Regions from separate parts of the Mus musculus genome. Here region 2 is linked to region 1. Evidence: chromatin contacts called from public targeted proximity ligation data. All regions are on one chromosome and are shown on one strand. The core of a region is the stretch at or near the end of the contact, and the rest is flanking DNA. Distances in the headings are between cores, read along the strand shown.

Region 1 (5,810 bases), core at 1,628-4,127:
CTCACCTGTCTGGGACCTGAGTTCATCGCCCCTGTGTCCTGCTTCACATACAATCCATGGAAGAATGTGTAGGTATAAACCACACATTCTCCTGTACCCTATTCCCTGTTTCAACACTGCCCTCAACTGTAGCCCAGGCTATCCTCAAATTCACTGTGTAGCAGAGGATGACTTTAAACTCCTGATCCTTCTGCCTCGTCCTCCTCTCAAGTGCAGGGATTACAGAGGAGGTCCATTACTCCCGACCCTCTTCTTCTCTTTGGAGCTTTCTTCTTCTTTCCATCACCCTTTCTTTGGTGAAAGCCTCACACTGGAGCAGCCCGTGCACAGCAAGTGGAGGAAGCAAACTCTAATCCCACTGGGCATCTTGTCACTATAGCAGAGGTTGAAGCTGCTCAGTCACCATTGCCTCCAGGAAGAAAGGGATGGCAAGGGCCTTCCTGCTAAGGATGAGCAGGACAGTTCAATTAGATAACTTGATTAGGTGCTTAGCACTGTGTCTGGCATGTAGCAAGTCCTTCTTAAATGAAGACATTAATAAGGTTGAACAAAATGCTTGGAAAATTTCGCAGGTCTGTATACAAAAGAACCCTCCCAATTCCTGCCACATGAAATTTAAAGAAAACAGGAATTAGGGGTTGGAGAGATGGCTTGGTAGCTAAGAGAACTCACTGGCTCCTCTTCCAGAGAACTCAGATTCAGTTCCCAGCACCCAGAAAGTAGTCACAATTTGTGTAACTCAGTTCCGGGAATGCCCTTTTTCTGGCCTCCTCAAACACTACTTACACGTGGTGCACAGACATACGCGTAGACAAAATACTCATACACATAAAGTAAAAATACTTGAAAATGTTTCCAATGAGAAAACTGAGGCTCAGAGTCTGAACCCATTCAGAAGCTCTAATGAGGACTTAGGTCCCTAGCTTTCAGGACCGCCCCCATGCTGCGGGCAAAAATCTCCTTGTGGCTGGAAAGCACATTGTTAGCCACGGTGAGTAGGTGCCAGCGCCTGGGGGTGATGCTGTCTGGCCTGGCACTCTGAAAGGTCTGGGGCTGTATCTTCCACTCAGAATTGCCAGAGGTACCAAGTGGCCCAGCCAAAGCTCGTGTCCTTTCTTTTCAGGTGATGCCCTTACTCTGAGAAAAATCTTGTGACTGGAGGAAGGGGCTGCCCCTTCATTCCACCTGGCTGCAATGAACACCTCAGTGCCCCCTGCTGTCAGTCCCAACATCACCGTCTTGGCACCAGGAAAGGGTCCCTGGCAAGTGGCATTCATCGGGATCACCACAGGCCTCCTGTCTCTGGCTACAGTGACAGGCAACCTGCTGGTGCTCATCTCCTTCAAGGTCAACACAGAGCTCAAGACAGTCAACAACTACTTCCTGCTGAGCCTGGCCTGTGCTGATCTCATCATTGGCACTTTCTCCATGAACCTCTATACCACATACCTGCTCATGGGCCACTGGGCTCTGGGCACACTGGCCTGTGACCTCTGGCTGGCCCTGGACTATGTGGCCAGCAACGCCTCTGTCATGAATCTTCTGCTCATCAGCTTTGACCGTTACTTCTCAGTGACCCGACCCCTGAGCTACCGAGCCAAGCGCACTCCCCGCAGGGCAGCTCTGATGATTGGCCTCGCGTGGTTGGTTTCCTTCGTTCTCTGGGCCCCAGCCATCCTCTTCTGGCAATACCTAGTTGGGGAGCGGACAGTGCTGGCTGGGCAGTGCTACATCCAGTTCCTCTCCCAACCCATCATCACTTTTGGCACAGCCATGGCCGCCTTCTACCTCCCTGTCACAGTCATGTGTACGCTGTACTGGCGCATCTACCGGGAGACAGAAAACCGAGCCCGGGAGCTAGCAGCCCTACAGGGCTCTGAGACACCAGGCAAAGGTGGTGGCAGCAGCAGCAGCTCAGAGAGGTCACAGCCAGGAGCTGAAGGCTCACCCGAGTCACCTCCAGGCCGCTGCTGTCGCTGTTGCCGGGCACCCAGACTTCTGCAGGCCTACAGCTGGAAAGAAGAAGAGGAAGAGGATGAAGGCTCCATGGAGTCCCTCACATCCTCTGAAGGTGAGGAGCCTGGCTCAGAAGTGGTGATCAAGATGCCTATGGTAGATCCTGAGGCACAGGCACCCACCAAGCAGCCTCCCAAAAGCTCCCCAAATACAGTCAAGAGGCCCACCAAGAAAGGCCGAGACCGAGGCGGCAAAGGCCAAAAACCCCGAGGGAAGGAACAACTGGCCAAGAGAAAGACCTTCTCACTGGTCAAGGAGAAGAAGGCAGCTCGGACCCTGAGTGCCATCCTGCTGGCCTTCATCCTCACCTGGACACCATATAACATCATGGTGCTGGTGTCTACATTCTGCAAGGACTGTGTTCCAGAAACCCTATGGGAGCTGGGCTACTGGCTTTGCTACGTCAACAGCACTGTCAACCCCATGTGCTACGCACTCTGCAACAAAGCCTTCCGGGACACTTTCCGCCTGCTGTTGCTCTGCCGCTGGGACAAGCGGCGCTGGCGCAAAATCCCCAAGCGCCCTGGCTCTGTGCACCGCACCCCCTCCCGCCAATGCTAATGGCCCCCTTCTCCTGCATCCTTCCACCCTCAGCTCCAGGGAGAGGCCGGTGGAAAGTGTCCCGGAAAATGGGCTGCATCTTCAGCCCCAAAGCCCTGCTCAGGACTCCTCTGGCTTCCCAGGCCCCTGGGTCACCTTCCTGGACAGCCCAGAGAGACTTTGCCGCTTTCCAAACTTTGCTGTTCCCAGACAGAGAGTGAAACCCGGGGAACTGGTTTTTCTGATCCCTGCTGTGTGGGAATGGGCCCAGCAGGAGGATCCGGGCTTTGGTCTGTTTGCGTTTAGGCAGGAAGTCAGGAGCCAACAGGGCGGGCCAGTAGTTTAAAGGTGCAGTCTTCCTTGGCCCATTAGGGGGCCTGGATTGCAGTGGTGATAGCACCTGCTGCAGCTTCATATGGGAGATCACACCAAGCACAGAGAGAAAAGTCTGGAAGAGGAGGGAGGTGGTGAACCCTGGCTGGAAATCCCCTCCCTACACAGGCAGAACTCATCCAGGTAGGCCCTAGGCACACTCTCCAGGATTGTCCAACTTCCCTACAAATGTCCCCAGGTCAGCCCTATGTGGTCACCTCCAAGGCAAATGTCCAAGCGTAAGCAGGACAACAACACCAGAGGAGACCAGCTTGGTTAAATACACCAAGTCCCAAAGCAGCATCAAGGACCAGATGTCAGGTGTCCTAACCAGTCCTCTATGCCATTTTCCTGGGGGTGGGGGTGGGAGTTGAGGGGGTAAGGTGCCTGCCATCCAATCCCACACCCATTCTTCTCTCTCCCTACCCTAAAGTGACCTCGGTCCCACCCTCCTGGCTCACAGCCGTTACCTGGGTGGATCTGCTCTGGGCAGATCTAGCCAGACCTCCTGCATGCTGCCTGCCTCCAGCCTTGCCCCACATGGGTCTGTCCCAGCCAGCAGATTCTCTTCTGTAAACTCCTTAATCCAATCCGTGCATGGCTGCCCTGCCACCCTACTCTCCAGGCCCTGCCTGGCCCCTGTTCTTTTCTTCCATCCTCAGCATATGCTGAGTCTGTGAATAAAAGCCACGTAACTAGTGGGCACTATAAGGAATTCCTCCCTGTTTTGGCCCCAAGGCCAGGAATGCAAGGACAGGGAAGGCACAAGAACTACAATGCAGAAAGTGAGCTGCGGCTTTTAAGATGGATCCAGGAAAGACAGCATTGAATGGCTAGATCGACTAACCCTGCAGGGGGGCCCCAGCACAACCTGTGGGTCCATGGCTCAGGTGAGTGGTGCTAAACCAGGCAGGCCTGACCTCTGAAACAGCCCCATGTACTCTGTACATAGCAGCTCTAGGGCCTTATCATTCCCAGGAGGAACAGAATTCATCCAAACTCCTATTTGTAGCTGGGGAAACTAAGACCCAGAGACCCAAGAGGATTCTTTTGGATTATATAACAAAACAACACCCAGGCTTCCACAACCTCCTGACCTCTAGACTGTAGGGGTGACAGACCTAGGATACTCAGGCCAAAGCATTCAATCAGGGAAACCCTTAGGGCACAACCTAAGCATTGTTTTGGTAAGGGAAGTTCCCAAAGCCTAATGAAAAGGAACCTGAACAAATTAACCCCACAGTCCTAAGCAGTGGTTATCCAAGTATAGCAGTAGTCGGGTGTCCCAAGGCTCACCCAGATGTCAGTGATTTGCTGGGAAAACAGAGAGCTCTGCAAGGCCACTAGAGTCTGTCACTGTCACAGTGGAAGAGTTCAGAAGGAAACAACAGAATAAAGCACACAGAGCAGAATCCCAGAGTAACCAGGCACAAAATGCCAATTCTTTTCCCAGGAAGTCACAGAATACTTAATTCTCCAGCAATGATGTAGGACAGCTTACATGACATTCTGCCAGCCACAAACACCCTCCAGAACCATGGTGTCTGGTGTTTGTACTAGAGGACAGGCATAGGGAGGAACATGGCTGACTGCCCACACCGTTGGCCTCAGTGTCCAGCCCCTCTAGAGGCTTAACAGATAGAGTGTGGCCTAGGACCTCCACCACAAACCATATTCTTAGTATAGATTATCCGATGTGCTCCAGACAAGCAAAGATTTTCTTCAATGCTGGATAATCCAGTGGTTAGCCAAGATTGCCTGGAGCCAGACAAGGCCTGCTAATCTAACAGAAGCCCAAACCAGGAATATTGCCTGCACCTGGGAACTTAACTAGGTAAATTTCTGGGATCACTATGGATTTAGTAAAAGAAGAATTCCAAGGATGGAAACCAGCTATCTGTAACCAGCAGCCTCAAGGTGATTCTGGTACACATTAAAGTTTGAGAGGGGTAAAAAAAATATCCTAGAAGGCTGAGGTCCTGGGTGGGGACCCCCCAAAAAAATCCCTGCAGGCTTGGAGAGTTGGCTCAGAGGTTAAGAGTACTGGCTGCTCTTCCCGAGGTCCTGAGTTCAATTCCCAGCAACCACGTAGTGGCTCACAACCCTCTATAATGAGATCTGGTGCCCTCTTCTGGCCTGCAGGCATACATGCAGACAGAATACTGTATACATAATAAATAAGCCTTTTTTTTTTTAAATCCCTGTAGAGGAAGGGGTGGGATTCACCCCCACACATTTAGCTTCCTGAACTCCCAGAAACTGTTGGACCTTGAGAGCTTATCTAGCAGTTCTAGCTGGGGTGTGCATCTCCTGGTATATACCCTTGACCTTCCTCCTTTATCTGGGAAGGTCTTCCTCTTGAACTGGGTGTACAGATTTGGACAAGATGAATATGGAGGGATGATAGAGGAAGAAGACACCTACTGAGCCAGTCGGATCAGTTGCATCAACCCTATTAGCCAATGGGGTGTCAAATGTCTCAATCACCTTCATCACCCACAAGCTATGGAATGGTTGCAACACTGTGGGCAAGGATAGCCCACTAGGTGGACAAGGAGAAGCTGGCCAGAGCTGCAGGAGATACATGGGATGATCTTATGTAAGCCATGTACCCCGTATCACCAGTACAGGTTGACAGCTGAGACCCTGGTAAGGGCTTCTGGCTTGTTCATGCTCCCTTGTAGCCCTAAGCCCCCTTCAGAAATAAATGCCCTGCCTGTGTCAAGGGTGTGGAGGTGGAGGGCGGAGGAAGCTGAGCAGCACTGGAAGAAGTGAAGCTTTGGGACCAATGGAACATCAAGGAAGGAGGGGATGGGACCAGCATCAGGAAGGATGGGGTGAGACCAGCATCAGGACCGGAAATGAGAGTAGCAGCCCACACC
Region 2 (5,228 bases), core at 809-3,308, 430 kb after region 1:
CCCAGGAGGCCCACTTCTTCATGAAGAAGAACTACGTGCCAGGAGCTGAGCTCATGGGTGGGGTGGCTGCAGGGGCCACCCATCAGCCAGTTTTCCTCCCTTTCCTGGGAGCTGCTCCAGGGACAAGGGGCAGGACATCTGCTTTTCATTGTGTGACTGTCTCTAATTCTTCTGACATCTGAACTTCTTTTTTGAAGGAGGATACACTTAAGTGATTGTGACCAAGCTTGTTGCTGAGGGGAAAAAATTTAAACAAATGGGGATTAGAATCAGGCAGAGCTGGGGTGCAAGTCTCCACTGTGCAGTTATCCTGTGTGTTAGATGCTAGGTCTCTATCCCTGACTTCAACTGTGCTCTGCCTGGTAGGGCTCATTTAGAACTAAAGAGTGATGGTTAATGCCCTGTCTACTCCATATTGTAGAACCAGAAGTGAAAATGTTCCCTAAACCATAGAATATGAATCCGATATTCTCCTTTGTGTGGACACCCATGCAGGGAACAGCAGAGTCCCTGCCAGCTTAAGGGAAGGGTCAAAATAGTCCATGTTAACTTCTGAGGCCACAGAGCAGTGGCTTATTTAGTTATTTGTTTGTCTATATAGACGCGATTCTTACTCTGTACTTGAGGATGGCCTGAGCCTCCCTGCCTCAGCCTTCTGAGTTCTGGACCACACTACACAGCCAGCGGCCCATGGTAAAGATGCAGGCTGATAACCTTGAAGCATGGAAGGGGATTGGAAAACAAAGGGTGGTCTGGTTGGTGTGGTTTGGGATGATAATATATAATAATGACTAACACATGCTGCGTGGTATCTAGGGATTTCCCATGCAGTAAGTAATTGGCCATTACAGCACTGGAGAGGGTACTACCAGTCTTCGGTCTTTCAGAGTGAGGATCCTGGGAGGTCTAGTGACAGACCGGCTGAGAAGCACAGATTCCAAGAAAGAAGGTGGGGTTTCCTCATTCCTCAGGCTGCTTCTCTGAGGCTTGGACACAGCTGCCTCCCATGTGACTCCCAGGAAGCCTTGAAACAGAGGTGGACTCAGAAGCTGGCTTGTGTGTGGTGCAGCCTCAGAGCCCTAACAGCACTAAAGGGTCTGAAGGTCTGGTCCCGTGTGTGCCAGGCCTCTGAGCTAGGCAGCTCTCCTGAGGCTGACTGCACAGTGTTCTGAGAATTGCCCTGGTGAGGCGCAGGATGTCTGCTGAGTGTTAGAGCGGCTGGGTTGTTTTGCACTGGCCCCTTCCCTGGCATGGACGTCCCTGTGGAGGCTGGGGCTGGGGCTGGGGCTGGCCATGTGGGGAGGTGGTAGAGCAATAGCCATGGTGGTTATAGATAGGAACCAGGGCTGACATCACTTTTGTCAAACACAGTGAAGCCCTTGCCAGGGGTCCACTGAAAAGTTGGTCAGGACATGGGTCTATTCCTCTGCAAGTTTGAAAGCAGAGGAACTGCCCCCACAGGCCAAGCAGCCAGTTTCTGCAGCACATTTTCAAGTTCCAACTCTGTTGGGAACCTGGAGGCAGAGATGGGGGCAGGAAGAGGTGGCTTTACCCAAGTGACAGTGCCCCACCCAAGGTCCCGACCCTTTCTGGGTAGAACAACAAATATGTTGAGAGCAGACAGCAAATATGTTGGAATTTGTACTACCACAGGGACAGGGTGGGAAAGGGCTTGGGAAAGTAGCACACGTTTTAGTCATGAGGCATCTGTGGTGTGATATCTGCATGATCTATGTTAGAGATAAAGATGAAATGGCCAGGACTGGGGAGGCTCAGGACAGACAGGCTGGATCAGGATGAAGTCAGCCCAAAGGTATGTGGGGCCCACACCTCACTCAGTGGGTGCAGAGGAGGGGCCTGGACAAGCCCGGAGGAAGGAAAACTTGGCCCTCTTCTTTCTTGCTTTTAAGATTAAATACTTGGTTTCTGACTGGAAGGCCGGGGGTTCAGAAGTTCCAGTCCCTGGGGATCTGCATGGGGCAGGGAGTGCTAGGCTGTACTGGAAGGTCAGCAGAACCACAGATCCTTAGCCCAAGGTAAATACTCTTGGGTTTGCAGTGAGAGGTGTACAGCTGCACTGGTTTGTAAACACTTCTGAAAATGCCCTTTGACTTTGATACACTGGGGTGGCCTGGCTATTGTGTTGGGAAGAGGGGGGCCCTGGGAAAGGTTGGAGGTAAGAGGAGTTAGGAAGAACAACAAACAGACCCTTTGTAGGAGGGGAAGTGACCTGGGCAGGAAGGGGGTGGGCAAGCCCTTTCCTGTGAGCAGCACAGGGTGAACCTAGTCTCACCTGCTCTTCTCACCCTAGCCAAACTCTGGGTGGGGCCTGTGCTTTGGCACAGCCCATAGTTCCCTGTCCAGTCTTCTGCCTAGGGCCCATGTCATGGCCCAGTGTTGCTCAGGTTTAGGTCACGGTCCAGAAATGCTCAGGAGCTGGCATGTCTATTGGCAATAGTCTACTTGGCACACAGCCAGCAAGTATCCCTGGGCTGTGGTCTTCAGTCACGAATCTCTCCCAACCATCTGAGGAACCTGACCAGTGGAGAAAGTATCACACCACGGGCACAGGATTCTATACACGTCTGTCACCCTAGAAAAGAAAGGTGGTGAAAATAGATAGCCCCATTGTAAGGAAAGATGGGCATAGTTGAATGAGGACAGAATATTATATGACAGTTTACTGACATGGAAAGGTAGAGAATATTGACTAAGAGAGTTTCATGGGGCTGGAAAGATGGCTCAGTGGTTAAGAGCACAGGCTTCTCTTGCAGAAAATCTGGGTTCAGTTTCCAGGGCCCCTCCAAAATGGTGTAACTAAAATTCTTTTCTGACTCATGTGGGCAGCAGGCACATGTGATGTGAATACATACACACTTGCAAACCATTCAAACACATACAAGTTTTAAAAAGTTACACACACACACACACACACACACACACACACTTTAGCATGTCTGGTCTCATTTTGGGAGAACTGTAGGATAAGTGTGTAGGTCGATGCTGAGGACCCTTCCCTATTACTTTCCATCTTGATTTTTGAGGCAGGGTCTCTCATTGAACACAGAGATTGACATTTTGGCTAGACTGGTTGCCAGAGGCCCTTGGGACCTTTTTTGTTTCTGCTTCCCAGGTTTGGCATTACATGTCTGTAACACAACCCATGGATTTTTTTTACACAGGTGCCGGAGAGATAAGAACTCAGGACTTCTTGCTTGAACATCAAGCTTTTCCCCTCTGAGCCATTTTTCAAGCAGCTACTTTGTTGCAGGTCATTTTTCTCTTAAAAATACTTAATGAAAGACTGCTGACCTTTGAGAATCCAGGACCTGTCCCCTTCTGGCATGTAGGTATACATGCAGACAGAGCACTCCTTATATTAAAAGAAAAATAATTAAAAATCCTTCCAGAGGTCCTGAGTTCAATTCTCAGCAACCAGATAGTGGTGGCCTATGACCATCTATAAAGGGAGCCGATGCCCTCTTCTGGCATGTAGATATGCAGGCAGACAGATCACCCTGCATAAAAAAAAAGCATTGGGGACCTGCCCTAGGTACTAAGTGGTGACTATTGAGCCTTCTAGGATGAGAAGACTCAAACTATTGTTTTTATTTGACAGGGTCTCATATAGCCCAGGCTGGCCTCAAACTCCTTATATGGCTGAGGTCACCCCTGAAACTCCAGAGCCTCCTGCTTTACCAAGTGCTGGGAATATAGCTGTGTGTCATTGTACCTGCCTCCAACCTCTTTTCTTCTTGGCACCAAATTATAACCTCAGAACCCAAGTTCCTGAGTTCTGTATAGAATCTACAAAGTGCCGGTAAGAGCATAGTAGATGTTAAATCTGAGATGATGTTAAGTTCTCATCCACACTTGTTTTATTTATCAATCTAATCATGTTACTTTCTAGACTCTGTACAGAAGTCAGGAGCTTTGGTTCTGAAAACCCAATTTCATTTTAATATTGGGTTGATGAAAAGCAGAATTTGAAGGATAAAGTTATTAGGATATGTTGGTTTTCCCAACCTCTGACCCAGAATGCTTTTGGGCTGCCCCTAGATCTGGATGACATCTGGCTGGGGGCCACAGGACTTGTGAATGGGGAAGTTGACATAAACACATTTAACATGCCCCGAGGGACTCTCTTTAGCTCCACACTCCCACCCCTGCCAAAGGTCTGGATGCCTGAGTTTTCTTTTCACATTTCTGACTCCTTGGGACACAGAACTCACTATGGCTCAACTCTCCCTGGATGTCTGAATGTGGCATTTAAGCTGTGGAAGGAGTCACACAAATGACACCCATAAACCACACCCACCTGTCCCAGTCCTGTTGATGGCCCAAACATCCTCCCTGCTCCATTCCTGACCTGGGTTGCCTCTGATTTCTGCTGGCCCTCACTCCTCTCAGGGAGCAGGACACCTGTGGTTTGTGGGGGTAGCTCCCTGTTGCCCCAGAATAGCTACAGAATCTAAACACTGTGAGGATTTTGTGCAATGTTGACAGACGGGAGGTCTGGGAGGGGTAACCCCATCCAGCCTCCCTCACCCTCCATCTCTGATGACAGGGATGCATACCCCACTTTCCCCGCTGTGACAAGGAGCAAGTCAGAGAGTTTATTTATTTATTTATTTATTTATTTTTTGTTTTGTTTTGTTTTGTTTTTTGTTTTCCCGAGACAGGGTTTCTCTGTGCAGTCCTGGCTGTCCTGGAACTCACTCTGTAGACCAGGCTGGCCTTGAACCCAGAAATTCACCTGCCTCTGCCTCCCAAGTGCAGAGAGCTTATTTGAAAACACAAATTAAACCATTTTCTGAGCAGCAGCTACAAGGTAGAGGCCCTCTCTTACCTGGGAGAGGGCTGGCTTCCATGTCTCTTGTTGTACAGTTGCCTAGGTTCTCGTCTTTTGGTTCTAATTATCCTACCATTTTGGCTTGTAGTGACCAAATGGCAATTTACCTGTCTTTGTAGCTGAAAGATATGACTAAAGGCAGGGGCCAGGACAGTTTGACCCTTGAACCCTGATGACCAGTAGCAGGCCTGGGTATTGTACAGCTCTGCTTTAAAATAAATTGTAGTGTTGGGTGGAAAGGAGGGTTGTGATGAGGAACCCTGTCAGTTTCAGATGCTGTATAGGCCAGACTCCTCTTGGGTGCCTATAAGCTGCCTATATATTGTAGTTTGCTGCCCTCTTGTGGTGTAGAGGTGCTCATACAACTGGTGGTCAT

Evidence for each region.
Region 2: a contact with region 1 is called in a targeted proximity ligation map of epiblast stem cells, with 6 times the contacts expected there. A contact is called at or near these places in 10 of 484 Hi-C or Micro-C datasets (the Ba/F3 cell line, the G1E-ER4 cell line, double positive thymocytes and 3 more) and 3 of 130 datasets of targeted methods (embryonic stem cells, epiblast stem cells and extraembryonic endoderm stem cells).

Annotation. Positions count from the first base shown.
Region 1 is chr19:8,676,739-8,682,548 of GRCm38.p6, forward strand. It overlaps Chrm1 (cholinergic receptor, muscarinic 1, CNS), which reads left to right. Exons shown (of 3, transcript NM_001112697.1): 3 at 1,124-5,810. The coding sequence starts at 1,195. The coding sequence ends at 2,577. Among named protein-coding and RNA genes, the nearest start is that of Chrm1, 16 kb to the left of the region's middle.
Region 2 is chr19:9,105,258-9,110,485 of GRCm38.p6, forward strand. No RefSeq gene overlaps it. Among named protein-coding and RNA genes, the nearest start is that of Gm41805, 8.1 kb to the left of the region's middle.